Regions from separate parts of the Podarcis muralis genome. Here region 2 is linked to region 1. Evidence: chromatin contacts called from public Hi-C data. All regions are on one chromosome and are shown on one strand. The core of a region is the stretch at or near the end of the contact, and the rest is flanking DNA. Distances in the headings are between cores, read along the strand shown. Region 1 holds the start of NLRC4 (NLR family CARD domain containing 4). Region 2 holds the start of NANP (N-acetylneuraminic acid phosphatase).

The links. Hi-C and Micro-C count contacts between places; a contact is called where the count stands out from the background.
Region 2: a Hi-C map of tail shows a contact between it and region 1, with 4 times the contacts expected there. The contact joins the promoter of NANP here to the promoter of NLRC4 in region 1. A contact is called at or near these places in 2 of 3 Hi-C or Micro-C datasets (blood and tail).

Annotation. Positions count from the first base shown.
Region 1 is chr3:40,127,616-40,131,376 of rPodMur119.hap1.1, forward strand. It overlaps NLRC4 (NLR family CARD domain containing 4), which reads left to right and starts at 2,197. Exons shown (of 5, transcript XM_077925693.1): 1 at 2,197-3,017; 2 at 3,020-3,140; 3 at 3,142-3,325; 4 at 3,327-3,396; 5 at 3,399-3,761. The coding sequence starts at 2,846.
Region 2 is chr3:40,386,951-40,390,463 of rPodMur119.hap1.1, forward strand. NANP (N-acetylneuraminic acid phosphatase) reads right to left here and starts at 1,627. Exons shown (of 2, transcript XM_028724262.2): 1 at 1,302-1,627. The coding sequence starts at 1,391. All of the region lies in intron 3 of RNF212 (ring finger protein 212), which reads left to right.

The DNA of each region.
Region 1 (3,761 bases), core at 947-3,446:
GCGAAGAGGGAGGGGAGGATGCGAGCGCATCCGGCCACGGGAGGCCTAACTCCGCCTTCCTCGGGCTCCCGCCCCTATAGCCCTGCAACTCGCGCGTCATTGGCCACGCCCACGCCTTGCATTGGAAAACGCCTGACGCCAAGTCAGACCAGCACAGCTAGCTCAGTGGGGTCTACGGCGCGCTGACTGGCAGCCGCTCTCCAGGGTTTCTGGGGATTGCCCTACCTGGATATGCCTAGGAATGAGCCTGAGGTTTTGTTGGAAGCCGCCCAGAGTGGCTGGGGAAGCCCAGCCAGATGGGCGGGGTAAAAACAAATTATTATTATTATTATTATTATTATTATTATTATTATTATTATGTCTTCCTTCTGCATACAAAGCAGATATTCTGCCACTGAGGTACAACGGCAGGCTATGTTTTCTACCTTTGAGTATCCTAGGTTCTCTTTCACACCTGGGCTGTACTTTATACTTCAGCCTTTGAAGCCTTGTACTCAGCAAAAACATCATCACATATGTGAAAAGGGAAAAAGGTGGGGGGGGACCAGCCACACACGGTCACATAAGTGTGTCCACAATGGAGTAGCATGCAAATTTATATTGGTTCTCCCCCCCCTTTCCTAATGGATTTTCCACAAACAGGGGAAATCCAGTTTGATTGGGGTGGATTCTGCCACTTAGATAAGGACAGACGTGAAAAACGTGCATACATGGGATGCATCCAGTCCACTCCAAAATGATGTGTGTACACACATCCTCTCTTTGCTCCCAGCTGGGTGTTTATAGTGGGATTGGTGCTCATGCATGCAAGTTCTTTCCTGCATCTATACTATGTTGTTGGCATCAACACTCCCCAACTTAATCAGAATTTAGCCCTTTATGAGGGAAATCCAGTAAGTAAAAATAACTTGCTAACAACACATTTGCAATTTAGGGTGCTGCTACAATCTGGAAGCTCTCCCCCACCCCCCACTACACAAACAACATGAGTCTATTTCGGTCTAAACCCTGTACACAGCAGGGGACAGGTGGAAATTGCAGAGTTATGAGAAACTTAAAAATAAGGTGCGGGATTGGTTACACTATTTTCAAATAAGAGAGGCCTTTAATTTGGACAGGAAAAATGGCTTCCAGGTGGAAAAATCAAAGTTGGAAACAGAATTGTTAGAACCCAATGCTAAGATATTGTCAAGAATGTATGATTTGCTGTTGAAATGGAATACTGAGGATGAAACGGTTAAATCGGCTATGATAAAATGGGCACAAGACATTGGTCATAACATTATGTTTGCTGACTGGGAACGGTTGTGGACCACCGGTATGAAATTTACGGCATGCAGTGCCTTAAGAGAAAATATTATGAAAATGATTTATAGGTGGTACATGACACCAGTCAAGCTTGCAAAAATTTATCATCTGCCCGATAACAAGTGTTGGAAATGTAAAGAAACTGAAGGAACATTCTTTCACCTTTGGTGGACGTGCCCAAGGATTAAGGCGTTCTGGGAAATGATCTATAATGAACTGAAAAAAGTATTTAAGTATACTTTCTTGAAGAAACCAGAGGCCTTTCTCCTGGGCTTAGTCGGCCAATTGGTGTCAAAGAAGGATAGAATTTTTTTTATGTATGCCACAGCAGCAGCAAGAATACTTATTGCAAAGCATTGGAAGACGCAAGATCTACCCACTCTGGAAGAATGGCAGATGCAAGTAATAGACTATATGGAACTGGCTGAAATGACCGGCAGAATCCGAGATCAAGGAGAGGAGCAGGTGGAAGAGGATTGGAAGAAGTTTAAAGTTTATCTACAAAAACATTGTAAAATCTATGAATGCTGAGGGCATTAAAAATGAAATGATGGGGTTTAAGTGGCCAAGATAAATAGATTATAAAGAGAAGGATAAAGGCTTAAGATGAATAGTTAATGATCTTGCTGAACTAATTTTTAAATTGGAATACAAGAAGGGAAGGCGGGTGGAAGTAAATGAGAATAAGGTATTGAAAGTTATCAAAATGAAAGAGTGTTCTTTTTATACTAAATTTTTTTGTTGTTGTATTTTTCTTTTTCTTGGGTGTTTTTTCTATTGAGATTTTTTGATGTTTGCTGTTGTTTTTCTTGTGGTTTTCTTTGTTGGGTTGTTAACTTTTTTGGAAATCTTTAATAAACATTATTTTTAAAAAAATAAATAAACCCTGTACACAGTGACTTGATAATAAGCACATTTAATTCACTGGGACTTAATTCCGAATAGGCATGCTTAGGATTGTATTGTATTTTATTTTATTCAAGTTGGCACCCTTGATTGGAGCTGAGAGTCCAGCAACATGGTTAGTTTATATTCTTGCAATTTAGCTATCAAATAGCAAAGTTCATCACCATTGTATTAAGATGTTCCTGCAATTGTTATTTTTCAGGTGCTGCTTGACAAATGTCTCAAGAACACCTTGATTGCTTGGTTCAGGATTTAGCTGACTTTTATAAGAATCCATTATTTTAAAATTTTCACCTACTGCGTGAATAAATTGACATCATTTTTTATTTTACAACTACTTATACAGATACTTTGCTTTGGAGGCTAGGACAGCTGTCTTTAAATGCCCTTTTAGATGAACTAGAAGATGGCTCATTAGGGCTGCCATACATCCGTAATTTCCCGGACATAGCTGGGATTCGTCTGCCAAAAGTAGCGTCTGGGTGGAATTTTCTAAAATCAGTTAAAATGTCTGGCATATGGCAGCTCATCTCGGAAGTCTTGATTTTTTTGGTGAATTTTCTTTAAAAACCTTGGGTTTTTTTGGGAGATTTTGCAAAACAAAAACAAAAACTCAACAACTTTTTGAAATATGGCAACCTGTATAATAGAGGGAGAAGCTGGCAAAGGAAAAACAACTCTCCTCAAAAGGATTGCCTGGTTGTGGGCTAATGGAAACCAACCTTCGATGAGAAAATTCAAGCTTGTTTTCTTTATCAGTCTGAGCAGTACTCAGGCTGGACTGTATGAAACAGTGTGTGAGCAACCTCTTACGAGCAACCTCTTACGAGATGGGCAAACAGGAGTTTTCTGTTTGATGGATATGATGAATTCAAACCCCAGAGATGCACAGAAATAGAATCACTGATCAAAGACATTTGTAAATTAAAAAACAGTCGTTGTTACTACAAAGACTGAGTTAATTAGAAGTTTGAGGCTTTTTGGGTCGCTGATTTATGAGACAGGTGATCTGGCTGAGGAAAGTGCAAAACAGCTAGTTAGAAATGTATTGAAAGGCCAGTTAGCAGAGGGCTTGTTGTCTCAACTGGATACAACAGATTCTTTTTTTCAGAAATCAGGTCAAGAACCATATGAAGACCCCTTTGTTTGTAATTATTGCTTGTGCCATCCAAGTGGGGGAAACTACTTTAAATCCACAAAACAAAACATTCTCTTCTCTACAATACATGATTTGCTGGCGGGGGGAAACAAGCACAAGAGCAGAGGGATTTGTGAAGACCATTTTCGCCTAAGCATAAACCCCTGTGGAGATTTAGCACTAGAGGGAGTATTTGACCACAAATTTGATTTTCAGCCTGAGGATTTCTCCAGTGTGAAAGAACAAGTCCTGCTAGCTATAGTCCTCATGAATAAATACACAGCTCAGAGACTAAAGCCGGTATCTTGAATTTTTCATAAGTCTTTCCAGGAATACACTTGGAGACTTTCCAAGTTATTAACATCCAATTGGGATAAGGAGGCGGCCAGAGGGCATAGTTACCTTCTAT
Region 2 (3,513 bases), core at 377-2,876, 260 kb after region 1:
GAAACAGCAATGCTGTTCTATTCTACATTTACACAAGAGCTCTCCTTTTGTTACAACGTGAGTTAATTTCTGCAAGGTGGGATGTTGGAACACTAGAGCTTTCTCTATGCAAGGACACAAAGCCTTTTAACCACTACCATAATAGAGCCCATGTAAATGACATTAACCCCAGTAAGCATTTTGATTTAGAATGCCAAAATCAAATCATGGCATATTTTGTGAAATACAATTATGCTGCATATCCAAGGGGCGACACTATTTTCAAGTTCTTCATGTGAATTCCAAACTACTCTGTCTCTCACACACTGCATTTTTTTTAAGCCTTTATCGTACTGTGCATAAAGTGTCAAGGTACATTCTCTTCTTCTGGATTAATTGGCCAATGGCCAAGAACAAATAACTATCCTCTGACTACTTGCTGTTACTTATGAGTACTTAATACATTAAGGGCTGTGGCTCAGTGCTTGTGCTTTGCATGTAGAAGGTCCCAGCATCTTCAAGTCCGCCTGAAAGAGACTACCAACTGGAGAGTCATCCACCAGTCAGTGTAGCCAATATGGATTAAGCTGATAGACCAATGGTCAGATTCAGTATAAGGTAGCACCCCGGTATCCCTAAACTTGTCAGCATTCTTCACATGGCCCTCAGAAGTCAGCCGTTCAGGTACAAAGATGCCCTAAGAGAGGACATGCAAAATACCCACAGCGCTTCCTCCCCTACAAGGGGCAACAGGGCCTTTCCTTGAAAATATTCAAGAAAGAGATCCATAGTGAAACAGATGAAACATCCAACAGTAATGACTGAAAGAGCTGTAAAAGAAAATCCAATAGAATTTGTGCTCTTGGAAGTCGTGTCTGGGAGTGAATGCTGGCTGTGTGACATTGCTGCATTCACCATCACCATCACATTCTTTATTATTATCTATTAAACTTCTATACTGCCCTTCATCCGAGGATCACAGGGTGACTTACAATATAAAAACACAAAAATACAGTTCCTAACACAGGAACTAACAAAAAGAATAACGCCTCTGCCCCCCCCCCCCCCGTTTAAAAGGCCATAGATACTTTAATTAACTAAAGGCCAATATTGATTCAGCACTGGGTCCCCTTAGCCCGAGATGTCCGGGAGATGGACGTTGCAAAGTACTTTACTTCTTTAAAAACCACAAATCCACAACAGATTCAGAACAGGAGCTGTCTGGCAATAAAGCTTTATAGCTTATTATACTTGCACTTCCTTGTCTTGTGTTTTTTTTAACGGAGGAAGAACAGAAGGGAGGAGCTGGGTGCAACCGGTACCTCCTCAATGGCTCTCCTGCCTGCGGCGGCGGTGTCGATCAGCGTGTTGTCCAAGTCGAAGAAAACAGCCTTGACCCCTTGCAGCCCCATAGCAATAGCAGCAGCAGCAGCAGCAGCAGCAACCCCACTGGAGTCGCAGGTGGAGGAAACAGCCGCGTCCGCCCTGCCAGCTATGCAAACTCAGCGGACCGATTCATTTGCTTGTATCTCGCGAGAACTGGCAACTCCCGAGAAAAAGCGAGACCGCTCTGAAAGGGATGCGGGACGTGCCCGTCGGAACTCCCGTCCCTGTGGGATTCTCAGATAGACCCAGGCGTATAGACTTGTAAGTTTAGAGCAACCCACACAGCCAATTTCCGGGTCCTTCCGGGTTGCGTTTTGGGGGCGTGTTGGCATGGGATCCGTTTTGAGCTGGAAATGTAAGCCAGCCTCAAGCCCCTTAATGTGGTCCATCATAGGTTGCTTAATCTCAGCCTGACCTCCCCCCTCCTCCTGCAATATGGGCAATGGATCAAATGGATCAATGGATTATTAGCAAGGCTACTAATTTCATAGCTGTCAACGTTTTCCTTTTTTTAAGGGAAATTCCCTTATTCCGGATAGGATTCCTCGCAAGAAAAGGGAAAAGTTGACAGCTATGACTACTTTGTAAGCTTCTCTCAGCTTTCACACTGCACTCCAGGGCGATACCGGGACCAGAACTGTTGGGATCGGATTTGGACAGGCAGACTCAAAAATAAAAAAATACGACAATAATAAAATAAAATAAACGACGATTATTTTCCACACGGCGTGACCTTGTGTTAAAAGAGAAGGGGCGGGGAACTTTATTTACTCCTCCCTGTTGCTTCAGGCGCGGATGCCACATCACATTTCTCCATGGATAACACGTAGCAGCTCTCGGTTCCGTAATGGTGGGCATTGAAAAAAATGCTTTGTTCCCTCCTATCTGGACCCAGAAACGACCTATCGCAGCAGTGACAGAGCAACTCTATTATTTTTACTCCGTATCTCTGCGGCCTCTCTTCACAAACGAACGTCGTCGGCAGTGGAGGGAGGAGCCAAACCTTCCGCGTCACCGTTGCCTCTTCCCCGCCCCCTTCCTGACTCAGCGCTCCACCTGGTGTGGTGGGGGAGGGGCGCCGCGGCGCTGCTCGTTCTTGCGGGGAGGGGGCGGGGGACGAAGGCGGCTCTTCCTTTCTACCTCAGGCGAGCTGTCTCGTCCGCGAGGAGGAGGAGGAGGCGGGTCTCCTGGGCGCCTCGGGAGGGGCTGGGAAAAACTTTTTCATTTGAATGACCTAAGGGGCAGCGCAGGTGTCCTCCTGGCTATGGCTCCGTCGACGGGTTGTAGATAAAACCTGCTCGCCTCCCTTCCCTTCATGGCTGCCCTGGTGTTCTGCAATGCTTGCTTCCAGAAGCCCCAAAGAGCCGCCCAAAAGTTCTGCCTGACCAACTGCGGCCATGTTGTCTGTGAGCAGTGCCTCCGGAAAGGTAGCCTCCCTACAGCCTCCCTATTCTACAAATAGCTACTTTTGCAAGAACATACACGAATTGGCGGAGTCTTGCCTCACAGAACAGGTGTGCTGAGCCTTTGGCCCTCCAGGTGTTGCTGGACTACAGCACCCATCAGCCTCAGCAAGCGTAGCCAACAGCTAGGGATGATGGGAGTTGTAGTTCAACAAAACATGGAAGGCCCCCCCCCCCCAGCTGCTAGAGGAATATAATGTTAAGGAACCTTAAGTCATAGGTTAAAGGCAGAACCTCAGTATGAATCCAAGTCTACCTTTTAATCCTCAAGGCAGTTCATGGCACACAGGGTACTGGCAGTTATTGGCGGGGGGGGGGGGGGTGCCTTCATAAAAATTGGTCCTACAAACTCGCCCTGAAGTAGCTGCAGCAATGCAAACTATGGTATATGGCACTCTCAATCTCAGGCATCCTCACTTCTAACCTTAAAATGTCTCCGTTTTGTGTCAACAAGCTAGTCCGTTGTGTCCAATAGTATTAAGCTTTTAAGATGAGTCGGTCCTTTTAATTATTGTTCTGTATTGTTTTTAATAGTATTTTATCTCATCGTGAATCTTGTTGTATACCACCTTCAGATTTTGCATGAGGGGTTAATCTATAAATAATTTTATACTGTAAATATATCTGATAAGTGGGTAGAGTTGCATGGCCTTAACAACCTCCATCTCATCTCTGTACTCTGAGA